Linked DNA regions of Mus musculus: all the other regions are linked to region 1. A link is a contact called in public Hi-C and HiChIP or PLAC-seq data. All regions are on one chromosome and are shown on one strand. The core of a region is the stretch at or near the end of the contact, and the rest is flanking DNA. Distances in the headings are between cores, read along the strand shown.

Region 1 (3,080 bases), core at 292-2,791:
GTCACTCAGCTGGAGCGAGGGCTGCCCAGGGAGAGATGTGGGGCTTCTTGCCCTGTCATTTGTTTTATTTTTGCTCTTGTTTCTTTGGTTTTCTTTTTTTTTTTTTTCTTTTCTTTTTTAATCTGTGATTGAGAAAGTAGAATTTTTTCAGAACACTGGACATTAATTCAGCTTAGTCTTAACTTTTATATCCTCCACTTTTAAAGAACCTAAGGAATGTCGAGGGCAGGCAGTAGTGGTGGTCATGGCAATAGCAGTGGCTCAGAGCTTTAATCCCAGCACTTGGGAGGCAGAGGCAAGCAGATCATTGAATTTGTAGCCATCCTGGCCTAGAGTGTGTTCCAGGACAGCCAGGGACAAGAAACAGAGAAAGAAAAGAGGAGAGGAGGGGAAGGGAGGGGAGGGGAGGGTCGAGTCAGAAGGGAGGAGGGAAAGAAGATGAGGTGGAGGAAAGAAAAAGAAAAAAGACAGACAGACAGACAGAAAGAGGAGAGAAGAATGTCAAGGCAAGCAAGATCATCACTTGCCAATACCACCAAATTTAAAGAGTTAGTCCTCAAGAGTAGCTTCCAATACCTAACAGGATACACAGGGCACACAGAACACACACCCATATAATTACAAAGGAGGGAGTGAGAGAAAAGGAGGAAGAGATGGACAGATAGATGGAGAAATAGTCAGGGGAGATAAGATAGAAAAGAGGAAGAACGTCAGGGCACTTGAAAGACAGAAGAATACAGAGAAGACTGCAGCACCATTGGTGTGTGCTTTGTCAGACTGTCTACAATACTTGCCAATTTTCCAAGAATCCATGAGGATGAATGGATAATCTGTAAGGAAAATTAACAACTGAAACTTATTTAGCCTTAAAAAGAAATCAAATTCTGACCTATATTATAGCATGGATGGGCCTTGGGGATATTATCCTACCTGAATGACCCAATTCATTTGAAGAATCACGAATAGTTGAATCTACAGACACAGAAAGGAGCATTGTGGCAGCCAGGAGATAGCGGAGAAAGGGGTTATCATTGAATATGTGCAGAATGCCAGCTGGGGAAGATGATAATGTTCTGAAGACAGGGAATGGTGGCTGCACAACACACTGAGTGTGCTCAATGACACTGAACTGTGACTTAGAAGTGGTTAAAGTAACCACAATCACTATGATTATATTATATGTGCACACAACAAAAACAAAGTCAACAAGGAGACAGCTGCTAACGAGGTTAATTTTGGCTCTGAGCTTTTGCTTACTGCTTCTTTCAAAGCTTAAAGGTCTGCAGTCCCAATCTCTAAGGACCCTGGGCATGGAACTTTTCTTTGCCAGCATGCAACATCCATATTTTTCATCTCCCTGGTGACATCTAAGCCCATGTTTCTGTCACTTGGGGTGGAACAGGATCTGGGTTCTGCCTCACATTCGTCACCACCACAATCTTTCACAAGCAGGAATTCTGAGTCTCAGGCCACAGCATCTGTTGCAACTGCCTTTTGCTTTGTGACTGCTTTGTGCTGTAAGCACTGTTTCCTGAGGAAGGGCATCTCTGAGACCTCCCATTTCCGCCAACCCAGCCCCAGCAGATGCCAGGACCACACTCAATACGCAGTGCTGCGTAGGCACCCCAAGACATGAGCATTCCTGAGCATTTTAAAAGCCATATCTTCGGTATTTTTATTTTCTGCCAGAGGTAGAACATGTCCCCTCGTGTTTAACTACTCTTGGAATTAAGATCATGTTTCTCCACTATTGTCCATTCATACAGACAAACTCAGAGATGCCCTCTTCCACTTCAGAGCTAACACTTCAGAGCTAACTCTGCAAAGGAATCACCAGGCCTTGCTTTTTTTCTTTCCTGTACTAGATTATTGCTTTTCTTATATTCTAAAATATTCCCCAAGATTTTACAGTCTAATGCCTCCCATATGAGGGAGAAATGCAGAGCTATGAGTATGTCCTCATACGTAATCATTACTCAGCAAATATTGTCTGCCTTCACTTCCAACCAAGGGGATCCCAACCAAGAGGTCACTGTGAGAAGCCCACATCTAACCAGGCCGAAACTGCCTCAAACAGCTCTTCCATTTTCACCTATGTTTATGAATGCCAACTGTTCTTTTAATCTGGGTTTCTCTGTCTACAATGACCATTCTCCTAATACCACCAAGTCACTCCTGTTTCTCCTTGATTTCTTAAGAAAATATGACCTTTAAAATCTAGATGTTGCAATATCACCCCTTTTTAATGACTCCTTTTCATGCTGAGTTTACAAAGATCTCACTGACTTGTTTGTCTCTCTCAACTTAAGAACATTCCATATAATTCATATAATTCTTTTTTTGTTTTGAGACAGGGTCTCACTATATAGCTTGGTCATGAATTCCCAGAGATCTGCCTGCCTCTGCTTCCCAAGTGCTGGTCTTAAAGATGTGTACCGCCTCACCCAGACCATTTTGTCCTAATTATCAATAAAATCTAAAGTTCTTCTCTAGGCGAAGCTACAGTTCCATAATCTAACTGGCAGACTTACATAATTAAAAACCCACAGCTTATATAACCATGCTTCATGGACAAACCTACAGTTCCAGGATCTAATGGGTAGAACGTTTATAATTAGCAAACCTAGTACAAAGACAAGTTGTGGTTTACTATGGAGGAACTTCCACTAGAGTTAGAAACATTTCTGACCTTTACAGAGTTCAGCTTCTTCCGGTCCTCATCTCTGAAACCTGCTCAGACAGAAAGACCATTCTTTGGCCTGCTTTTTATTGGTGAGTTTAGCTCTAACACAGGTGGTCTATCAAGATCATGTAGATAAACAACCAAATTACATACGATCCATCCCTCCAGGCCTGCCCTTTGCCCCAGAATGAGATTAACTTGATGTGTTAAAGATAATTTATCACTTCCTTCCTCAGTCTGCTTTTCATAATTTAAAGGAAGGACCTGACCGGACACAATACCACTCTTGCAAAGTCACTTTTGCAGTCTGCGGCCCTGGCATGGGCCTTACACCAAAATACAGAGAAAATGGCAAATCTGTTCTATGTTTAATGACTAAAAAGGTCCATTCTCTTTT
Region 2 (3,080 bases), core at 404-2,903, 120 kb before region 1:
AGAGAAGAAAAGAAAGAAAAATGAAAAAGACAAGAGAAAAATAAACATCTGGTTCTGAAATAGAGAAAGAAATAAAACTGAAGTATCAGAGAGAAAAAAAAGTCTTCCAACATTCCTCAGTTAATTTTTCTATACTCAAGCTTCTTAGAATGGTAACTGAACTAAATGTAAAACGAAGTCACAACAAACACTGGGGTGGCTGCCTGGCATGCGTAAAGAACGTGTAAACTGATGTAGGAACTTACTTTTCACTAGTAGACTTATTATCTTCAGCCTATAAGGGCAAAATTACACTTCAGAATATTTGGTAGAATTGTTCTTACTCTTAAAGTATCAATTCTTTAACTGTGAATAAAACACAGAAAGTGAAGCTAACCTCCCTAATGGGTCTTGTCCTGTCCTGTCCTGTCTTGTCTTGTCTTGTCTTGTCTTGTCTTGTCTTGTCTTGTCTTGTCTTGTCTTGTCTTGTCTTGTTTTGATTGAGACAGGGTTGCACTGCATAGACCGGGCTGTCCTGAAATTTGCTATGTAGATGAGGCTGGCCTCAAACTCACAGAGTTCTTTCAGTCTCTGCCCCCTTCCCTCCTGCCCCTCTGCCCTCTACCCTTGCCCCTGACTCTGTCTCAGTGATGAAATTAATGACATGAGCCACCATAACCAGGAATGAGGATTCAACAACCCTGATATAATCACAAATGTAATGATGGGCAGTGGATTTGAACTTGTAGTGCTCATCACCCCAAAAGGAACTGTTTTAAACCCACAGAAATCAACTCTTCGCATCTAGGTGTCAATATGATCGTTTCAAACCAAAGTACCTCGCTAAGAAAGATGATTTCCATATGAATGTTAATATTTTCTTTTGGTCCTTTCGCAAATGTTTTGTTTCAAGTATGTAGACATTTGGGAAAGAGAAGCTAATGTTCTACTGGGCTTCAGGACTTATAGAATGATGCTGATAAGGGATTTCGCCAGCCTCTATAGAGGAATGAGCCAAGAGGGAGAGAAGCCATTATACCTGACCTTGAATTTCATGCATTTAAAGAGCACCCCCTCAAGGTGTACCACAGGCACAACAACCTAGCTCTTCAGCGCTTCATATATTCCACCTCCCACAGTCCAACTGAGCTCTGACATCACTAGTAGAGCAAATGTTTTCAGCAACTTAGCTTGGCTTTGTGAGACTCTGGCCGTCCTGGAACTTATTCTATAGACCAGGCTGACCTTGGACTGGCAGAGATCAGCCTGCCTCTGCCTCCCAAGTGATGGAATTTAAGGTGTGCACTACTATGTCCAACTTAGCTATTTCTTTTGAGATGGTTCTTGGGGAACAATAGAGGATGCTTGCTCATTTTTCTTCTCCTTTTTTATTAACTGAAACATTGTACTCAGTTATGAGAGGAAACAGCAAGTCAGCAAATGCCATTTCCCCTCTAAATTTCAAGTAGCTCGCTCCTTGAAAGCTACTAATACAAACCAAGAATTGGAAGTTAATAATTTACAGAAAGACAACATTCACATTATCATAACAAATTTGGCTATTGTCACACTCCTGACGAATAATGACTAATTCAGACCCCAGATGTTTTCTTAAGAAGATGTTTCCAATATGCATATTTAATAGTGTCTTGAAATAGAGGTATTTCACAATATCCTGGAAGGCTCGGTTGACACACAACTTCTTAAAACTTGCAATACTAAAATTTTCTAACTGTAACAGAAATATGGAACATTGCTAAGTGGCATTACTCCTTTGAACTGCCTGTGTTCATGGACAACTGTTGAAGACAGGCATTACCAAGATGAATGATGGTGATGTGCGAAGCCCCAGATGAAAGTGCATTGTTGAAAAAAATGCTCGTTAAATAATACAGTCCAAAGCAGATGCACACATCCTGTTTTAAATTGCTTTTAAAACTCAATGTACAGTTTATATTTTTTTAGAATAACATTTTTAATTGGCAGTCTAGCAACAAAACTGCCAAGAAAAGGCAATTTATAAGTAATAAAACTAGTAAGCTAGAAAGCAGCCTGATGTTTTAAACTGTAGGTCATGTGTTTAGTCTAACCCTTTCTCCAACCTCACAGTGAGAGCGATTCACTATTAACACTCCCGGTAAAGTCAGCTGCCTGGCAAGTCACTCTCAATCCAATCTGAGACAAGGGCCACACTTGGGACTGTCCAGATCTGCTCCCATCGGAGATGTTGGCCTGCTGCAATTTCTGTGGCATTTAGTATAAATTCCCAACTTGACTAAATCTAGAGAATTTGTAGTGTAAGAGTAATTATTATCATGGTTCTTCTTATTCCTCATATAAGCACCCACTGCCCTCACACTGAACACATGAAAAAAAAAATCAAGAATCATGTGGAATATGGGTTCATGGATATGCTACATAGTAACCTGGGATGGCATTAAACTTATGGCAATCCTCTTGCCTCTGTCTCTTGGGCTCAGAACTACAGGTGTACAGAAGCACACCTGGCCTGCCAAGTCACCTGTTACACCTGATCCCTTCCACACACAAGAACTTACCGTAGCATTTTCAGCGTGCGTTGAAGCAGCATTGAATTCCTGGATACATCTGACTAAGCCAGTCCTCAAAATCAAAAGCCAAACAAAGTTAACCTCTTTTCTGCCTCAGATGCTCTGATCTAACAGCAAAAGCAGACTATGATGTACCCGAAATGCCTGATGCACATGCTCTTATTTTCCATATTAAGTTATTGTTATCATACTTCTTCTTAATCTTCATAGAAGCTCCTGTTGCCCTGATACTGAACACATGAGGCTTTCTCTCAGTCTGTCATAACTGTAAACAATGAAAAGAATAATGCTCTCATGCCTAAATATTTATACATTATTACCTAATAATTTCCTGAGGAAAAATTCTTATGAGTTTAGGTTCTAGACCAATAAATATCTACATTTTTAAGAGTTCCAGATAAAACTTATGTGGGTGGGTTGTTTTTTTTTCCTCTGTGTATATGAGAGAGACAGAGACAGAGAGAGACAGGGAGAGACAAAGAGATACGGAGAGACTGTGTGCAACACTGTGTGTGTGAGTGTGTATGTATG
Region 3 (3,080 bases), core at 205-2,704, 110 kb after region 1:
ATAGCTCTGGTGTCTCTGTGTCCTCATTTGTAAAGTGGAGAAAACATCTCTCAAGTCTGTTGCAGATATTAAGGGAGCTAGGACAGTAACAGAGCCTTGTCTGCTGCAGACTAACACTTTGAGACGTGTTAGCTTGTCCGGTCAGAGTTTCCTTATTTATAAGTTAGTGTGTTCAACATTTCTAGCTCCATGGCAGACCTCTCCCAAGTGACTGGGAACATCTTTTCTGAGATGTCTCCAAAGCTCCTCTGTCCCTCTGTGTCCAGCACACAAAGGGATAAGTTGCAATTGTTCCCTAGTCAATCAATCCAGGGGCTCCCCAGTGCTCTCTGCCTTCTTGGACCCCAGCTTCTCCCTCACTGCACAGTCCCTGCTCCAGGCATCCAGGTGAGCATCTACCAAAGCAGTATAGGCCCTTCTCTCACCACCTCACCTGGCACCTCTCCAATCTGATCTCCAGGAGCCATTAACAGTGGTGCTTCCTAAGTCTTCATCATACACATACATGTTTGATGCCAAAATCCTTCAACGGCTTCCACAGACTCCTAGCATAGAGCCTAATACCCTTACCTGCTGGCTTCCTCAGATCTTTCTCTGTCTCCTCGCTCTTTTGAGTCCAGACACATTGGCTTAATTTCAGTCATTTAGCACAACTCAAGCCATCCACCCTAGGAAACCTGTGTACCTTCTGTCTTCCCATCCCCGGTTTTCTTTCTAAGCTAAGTTTGTTGTTAGGTACACTCTGATGTCTCTATATGCCTGTAGGCTAAAAGATCCAAGAGAGCAATGACTTAGGACAGCAAGCAGCCCACGGATAGGGGCTCAGGATTTCTAGAACTATGTATTGAATTGAAGTCGCACATGTGTTTAATACTTCTCTGAGCATTACCTCATTTAGCATTGATGCCAGCCTTAATGTTGTGTGACCTTGTCCCACTTTCATAGGCACATGCTAGGGAGCACAGCAGTTTGTTGCAGATCATAAAGAGGGTGAAAGGGGAAATTGAAGACTAAGCAGCCTAGCTGGAAATCAATCCCCTTCTCAAAGGTGCTTTGCCAACCTCTCCTTAGTCCTGTATTGTTCAAAACCTCTGTCAGGAGCACCCACTAGCTGCACCCAGAAATCGAACTGCTCTGAGTTACAGGCCCAGTGTGTCTGCCTTTACTATCTAACTACTGCTGTCCTCCAGATAGTTCTTCCCCATTCACGCATGTTTGCCTAAGAGAGAGAGAGAGAAAACTCTCTTGGCAAATGGAAAACTAAGCCTCTGCTCATAATTACCCAAGTGCCCAAGACATCTCGCATCTCCCTGCCCTGTCCCCACAAACACTACCCAAGCACTTCCACTTCCCCTTGTCCAAAACCCAGTAAACCACTTCAGCTTGTCAAGCAGTAAGAGGAGGGGATCTGCTCCAAAAGCGGCTGAGGAAGAAATGACGTCTGACAAGAGGCTGATGAGTCATCCTGGGAGCCCTGCAGAGTTTTCCAGAAACCCACTGTCATCACAATGGACCTGATAAGAGAGAGGCAGGGAGGTCAGTCAAGGCAGTACTAGAGTTGTGTGTTCACAAGCAGAAGAATATGGGTATGCCCTAAAAGGGGGGCGCGGGGGTTAGGGGTGTCTCTAGAGCCTGCATGAGGGTAGCCCTACTGAGTTTAGTCTCTGAAGATAAATTTCTGACTTTTGGCCTCCCAAACCATAAAATGATAACTTTGTGTAGCTTAAGCCACTAGGTAGGTGTGTGTGTGTGTGTATTTAGCAATTTGCAACACTAGCCACAGGAAACCAACACATCAGGCTTATCCTCTCTTCCCACTCCATAATCTTTCCATTACCTGAAGCCAACAGGAAGCCAACTGGCTGAGAAGCAAGAGAAGGATCCAGGCAAGTGCGCTCTGCCCTCTGGGACCCCTTTAGTGTGCTGTTGAATCTAGCATGTTCACATTTACAAAGCCCATTTTTCTCAGTCCTATTTTCAAATCCTTTATAGTGTACACACATCTTTTTCCTACGTGTATTCTGATTTAAGTGTGTTTGGGGAGCGGGAAAGAATGACAAATTAAAACCATTTACAGCAACAGGAACATGTGTACAACACTCACTCTCTCCTGATTCATTCAAACTTCATTGCTTGCTTACGCCTTAGAACCAAGAACGGCATGTGGCCAAGAAATACTTGAATGAAATAGTCATATGATTTTATAGATTTGTTTTAATTTTTTTCCTGTTTTATTATCGTATGAATCAAAACAGGTGCCATTAGCTCATCTTTCGCAGTAACAGTGGTAATTCAAACATTCTATAAAATGAAAGCATTTCATCAAGACAAATGCCACCACACTATCACGTGTGTGGCTCCCTTCTCTGAGTCACATCCCATCAATGTGACTTGGCAGCTCATCAGATCCCATCAGCCCAGTGGTTGAAAAAAAAAAAAAAATGGGTCACTGCACCGTGACAAAAGGACAGTCGATGAACATACAAGCAATTAAGAAAAGTTTGAGCCCCAGTGGTCACAAATGCCCAGAGGAAGCTTGTCCTTGAAGTGTGTGGGTGCCAGAGGCAGCACACAGGTCACTAGCAGCCCACCAGGGACACTTTTAAGAATCCAGACAGAAGGAAGTGGCTGAAAGCCACTGCTGAGGAGGACCCGAGGACTGGGGGAGGGGTCACTTTCTGCATTTATTAGCATTTAATTGAAACATTCTGCAGTCTTCTGTCCCAGGACCTTTGCAAAAAGTGGGAAGGGATCTCAACAGAAAAACTCAACAAGTATTCACTAATGAAATTTTATTTTTGCATACTTGTTATGGGAGTAGGTAAGGCTCACATGCTGTGAAGGTAAAATTCTACCGGACATACATACACAAAATACACATGGGGAGTGGTACTCATAAGCAAGCTAGCAGAGAGCTGGTGGTTATGGGAGTTGCATGATGGACCCATAAGAACTCATGTTCTTGTCTTCTTAAAATTTTAACTATGTGTTTTTAAATTTTCCACAAAACAGGTCATGTTGGGCTGGAGAGATGGCTCAGTGGTTAAGAGCACCGCCGACTGCTCTTCTGAAGGTCATGA
Region 4 (3,080 bases), core at 272-2,771, 77 kb before region 1:
TCTATAGTGACCATCTTGGCTCAGACAGATTACAAATGGGCACTGGAAATGATTTGGTACATGGCTGATAAGGTGCCTACTAACTCCTAAGTAGCAATTATTATCCATATTCTCTCTTCACAGAAAAACAGGCCAAGGGTAGCAAGGAAAAACCTATATCCAGAATCACCTACCACAGTTCTGATAAAATCATCTGTGTACACACACACACACACACACACACACACACACACACACACACTCACATAGATGCACACATGCATGCATGCACACAGGCACTCACACGTCCATGGGCACTACTCTAGACTGTAATACATCAATTCTATCCTAACAGTTTCTGACTTCACCATGAACTGACAAGTCCTTTCTTTGCTCCTCACACACTGTCTTGATTTGTCAGGGTGGCTCATGCTGAAAGGGCATTCTAACTAGCACTGAGGTGAGCTAGACAAGGCTCTGTAATCAACAATGGATCCCTACAAAGATGCAGGTGCTTTGGGTGGAAAACAAGTGACTCAACAGCCTCCCCTCATCAAGACTCCACACATCTGCAGAGGCTGCCCAGCACTGTTGCCTGAAGTTGTCGGGTACACGCTTCATCCTGGAACACGCCTCCTGTATTGATCCCCAGCAGGCAAGGACATCTGTACATTTCTATCCCCGCCATCACCGCTACACTCCTGTAGATGCAAATATGTCTTTAAGAGATGAGTGGATATAGAAAACATGCACGTGGGCATCACAGCCAAAGGACTCAAAGCTTAGAGCTCTGCATGGTTGCTGCTGGCAAGAGACCAGCTACTGAGAGCCATTTGCCTGGAGTTCACCAATTATCCTTGTGAATTGGTCACCCATCATATGCAATAACGTATTAGACTCACCAAATGTCCTGTGTAACTTGGATAAGCTGCAGCTTAGCTGTAAATCAGTGTGATGGGGTCAAAGATCTCTCAGCACAGCTGAGATGGAATACGGTCAGTGCAGCAGGAGGGAGGCTCACAGTAAGAATGTGAAGGCTTGCTACAGCCTTGCAAATACTGACAAATATTCCTTCACCCACTCTGATCATAGAAAAAGCAAGTCACTTGAAAAGAAATAAGACCAATATTTCTAAGTACACTACAGGGACCCAAGCTCCTGCCGAATACTAAATAAGAAAGTAAAAATAAAAACATCAGTCTACAGAAAAGTTTAAAATGGGAACTTTTACTTAAAATCTGCTAAAGGAAAATATCTATTGGGTTGCTGAATATATTTACAGTAAGTGAATGCAAATGCCCTTGGTGTCCCCCATCAATTTTAAGCTGCTGTCAGGTGCACCTGTTCCTGCCCCACTGTTTCCCCTTCCCTAAGCCCTGCTCCTCTCCAGTCATCTAGGAGTGACCCTTCCCTCTTCTGACTCCATTTCTCTGATCACAATCGATTCCTAATCACCCAGAAGCTCTCTAGCCATGCATGACTCGTGTCTTCGCTCTCAAAGCTCTGCACTGTTTTTCTACCACAGTTCCTCATCTTCATACCGGTTCTTCCTGCTGCTGGTGTGACCACAGCTTCCCACAGCCTCCTCTCACTGACACAGTGCTTGACTCCAGCATGGAGATCACGAATTACAGCTCACACCTGCTAAAAGCGCTCATCAAACCCCACGGTGCACACCCAAAAGGCCCTGAGTCTTACCCATTTGCTCAATTTCTGCTGGACCTCAAGACCTAGCTCATTTAGCTATATCTTATGCTTGATCGGCAAGGATAATCTGTGATACTACAACATTTTAAGGGGATGGATCCCTTTTCTGTTCCTTTCTGTAGGACATTCCCTCTAATCAGAGGTAGCCTTTCACTTTTGCTTGGAAATAAGGCAGTACATGATTAACATCTCTGAGATCAGATATACAGTGTCTCAGCTTCTTGTTCCAATGCCCCCTAGCTATGAGTTTTATATTTCTGACCATCATACTCCTCAGTCATAAAGTGGGGATAATGCTAACATAATAAGGCTGTTGTGGGGAAAGAAAATGACTACAAAGGACATAAAATAAGGTTATTCCTTTTGGTCAGTACCAGCATCCTTCCTGCCCTTTATAGACTCAGTAAAAGGGTACCACTCAAGGACTATTCCTTCATCATATGGGAGATGGGGCAGCAGATCCCCTACCCCTGTGTTCCTACTCAGAGAACCTTTTCTGTTGCTTAGCGTAGCACTGAGCATGCTATACCATATTCATTTGTTTCAATACTTATATCCTGTGTGATGCAATGCATTTCTTGAAAAGAAACCAAAAAGCAGCTCTGTCCTAAAGGCCTCTTCAAGAGAGCATACACTACACAAGAACAACCAAGAGCCACAGTGAAACTCAAGTCATCAAAGAACAAGAAATACAATGTCCAGCTATTGGTTTTTTGATGAGTACACGTAAGTTAGGAATCACAAGTTATGTGTATGCATGTATTTATAAACATGTAGTTCAGTATACTGCTGTTACACGAGACATATACCAACAAACAGATTTCTGAGTACACAGTATCTTAGTTAGGGCTTCTATTGCTGAGACAAAACACCATGAACAAAATGCAAGTTGGGAAAAAAGGTCCATTTGGCTTACATTTCCACATTGCTGTTCTTCACCAAAGGAAGTCAGGACAGGAACTCAAACAGGGCAGGAACCTGAAGGCAAGAGCTGATGCAGAGGCCATGGAGGGGTGCTGTTTCCTGCCTTGCTTCCCCTGGCTTCCTCAGCCTGCTTTCTTATGGAACTCAGGACCACCTGCTCAGGGAAGGCACCTCCCACAATGAGCAGAGACTGTCCCCATTAATCATCAATTTTTTTAAAAAACTGCCTTGCAGCTAGATTTCATGGAGGCATTTCCTTAACTAAGACTCCATTCTCTCTGATGACTCTTAACTTGTGTCAAGTTGACACACAAAACCATGGATATTTGAAATTCAATAGAATATTTTTTAAAAATCTATCCAAAAGATTTGCTATTTATTCAATGGAAGAACTTAAAAGTAAAAGTCACACTTAAACCCTCAAACCACATTTCCAGTTCTGCAAAGGACATTCTCAGTGGGTGGGCTAA

What was found. A called contact is a pair of places that touch in the nucleus more often than the background predicts. HiChIP or PLAC-seq counts read pairs in DNA pulled down with a chosen protein or histone mark.
Region 2: a contact with region 1 is called in an H3K27ac HiChIP or PLAC-seq map of the HPC-7 cell line, with 7 times the contacts expected there. The contact joins two enhancer-like sites. A contact is called at or near these places in 2 of 15 datasets of contacts at CTCF or cohesin (CD8 T cells and the NIH/3T3 cell line), 21 of 484 Hi-C or Micro-C datasets (CD8 T cells, bone marrow, bone marrow-derived dendritic cells and 15 more), 5 of 115 datasets of contacts at active chromatin or transcription factors (CD8 T cells, the HPC-7 cell line, acute myeloid leukemia and 2 more) and 1 of 9 other capture datasets (bone marrow-derived macrophages).
Region 3: a contact with region 1 is called in a Hi-C map of bone marrow-derived macrophages, with 50 read pairs. The contact joins two enhancer-like sites. A contact is called at or near these places in 1 of 484 Hi-C or Micro-C datasets (bone marrow-derived macrophages), 2 of 115 datasets of contacts at active chromatin or transcription factors (the HPC-7 cell line and bone marrow-derived macrophages) and 1 of 9 other capture datasets (bone marrow-derived macrophages).
Region 4: a contact with region 1 is called in a Hi-C map of bone marrow-derived macrophages, with 38 read pairs. The contact joins two enhancer-like sites. A contact is called at or near these places in 1 of 15 datasets of contacts at CTCF or cohesin (CD8 T cells), 13 of 484 Hi-C or Micro-C datasets (the HPC-7 cell line, LSK cells, the N1E-115 cell line and 9 more) and 4 of 115 datasets of contacts at active chromatin or transcription factors (CD8 T cells, the HPC-7 cell line, bone marrow-derived dendritic cells and 1 more).

What each region holds. Positions count from the first base shown.
Region 1 is chr3:109,360,507-109,363,586 of GRCm38.p6, reverse strand. All of the region lies in intron 1 of Vav3 (vav 3 oncogene), which reads right to left. Among named protein-coding and RNA genes, the nearest start is that of Vav3, 21 kb to the right of the region's middle. Within about 2 kb of position 1,541, at least 69 of the 459 cell types and tissues checked have an H3K27ac peak or open chromatin away from gene starts, as enhancers often do. A contact at or near this core is called in the HPC-7 cell line, LSK cells, acute myeloid leukemia and 4 more, where this site is marked.
Region 2 is chr3:109,477,079-109,480,158 of GRCm38.p6, reverse strand. The region is part of intron 2 of Vav3 (vav 3 oncogene); the gene reads right to left. Among named protein-coding and RNA genes, the nearest start is that of Vav3, 140 kb to the right of the region's middle. Within about 2 kb of position 1,653, at least 21 of the 459 cell types and tissues checked have an H3K27ac peak or open chromatin away from gene starts, as enhancers often do. A contact at or near this core is called in the HPC-7 cell line, acute myeloid leukemia, bone marrow-derived macrophages and 2 more, where this site is marked.
Region 3 is chr3:109,253,500-109,256,579 of GRCm38.p6, reverse strand. No RefSeq gene overlaps it. Among named protein-coding and RNA genes, the nearest start is that of Vav3, 86 kb to the left of the region's middle. Within about 2 kb of position 1,454, at least 129 of the 459 cell types and tissues checked have an H3K27ac peak or open chromatin away from gene starts, as enhancers often do. A contact at or near this core is called in the HPC-7 cell line and bone marrow-derived macrophages, where this site is marked.
Region 4 is chr3:109,437,917-109,440,996 of GRCm38.p6, reverse strand. All of the region lies in intron 2 of Vav3 (vav 3 oncogene), which reads right to left. Among named protein-coding and RNA genes, the nearest start is that of Vav3, 99 kb to the right of the region's middle. Within about 2 kb of position 1,521, at least 18 of the 459 cell types and tissues checked have an H3K27ac peak or open chromatin away from gene starts, as enhancers often do. A contact at or near this core is called in the HPC-7 cell line, LSK cells, bone marrow-derived macrophages and 1 more, where this site is marked.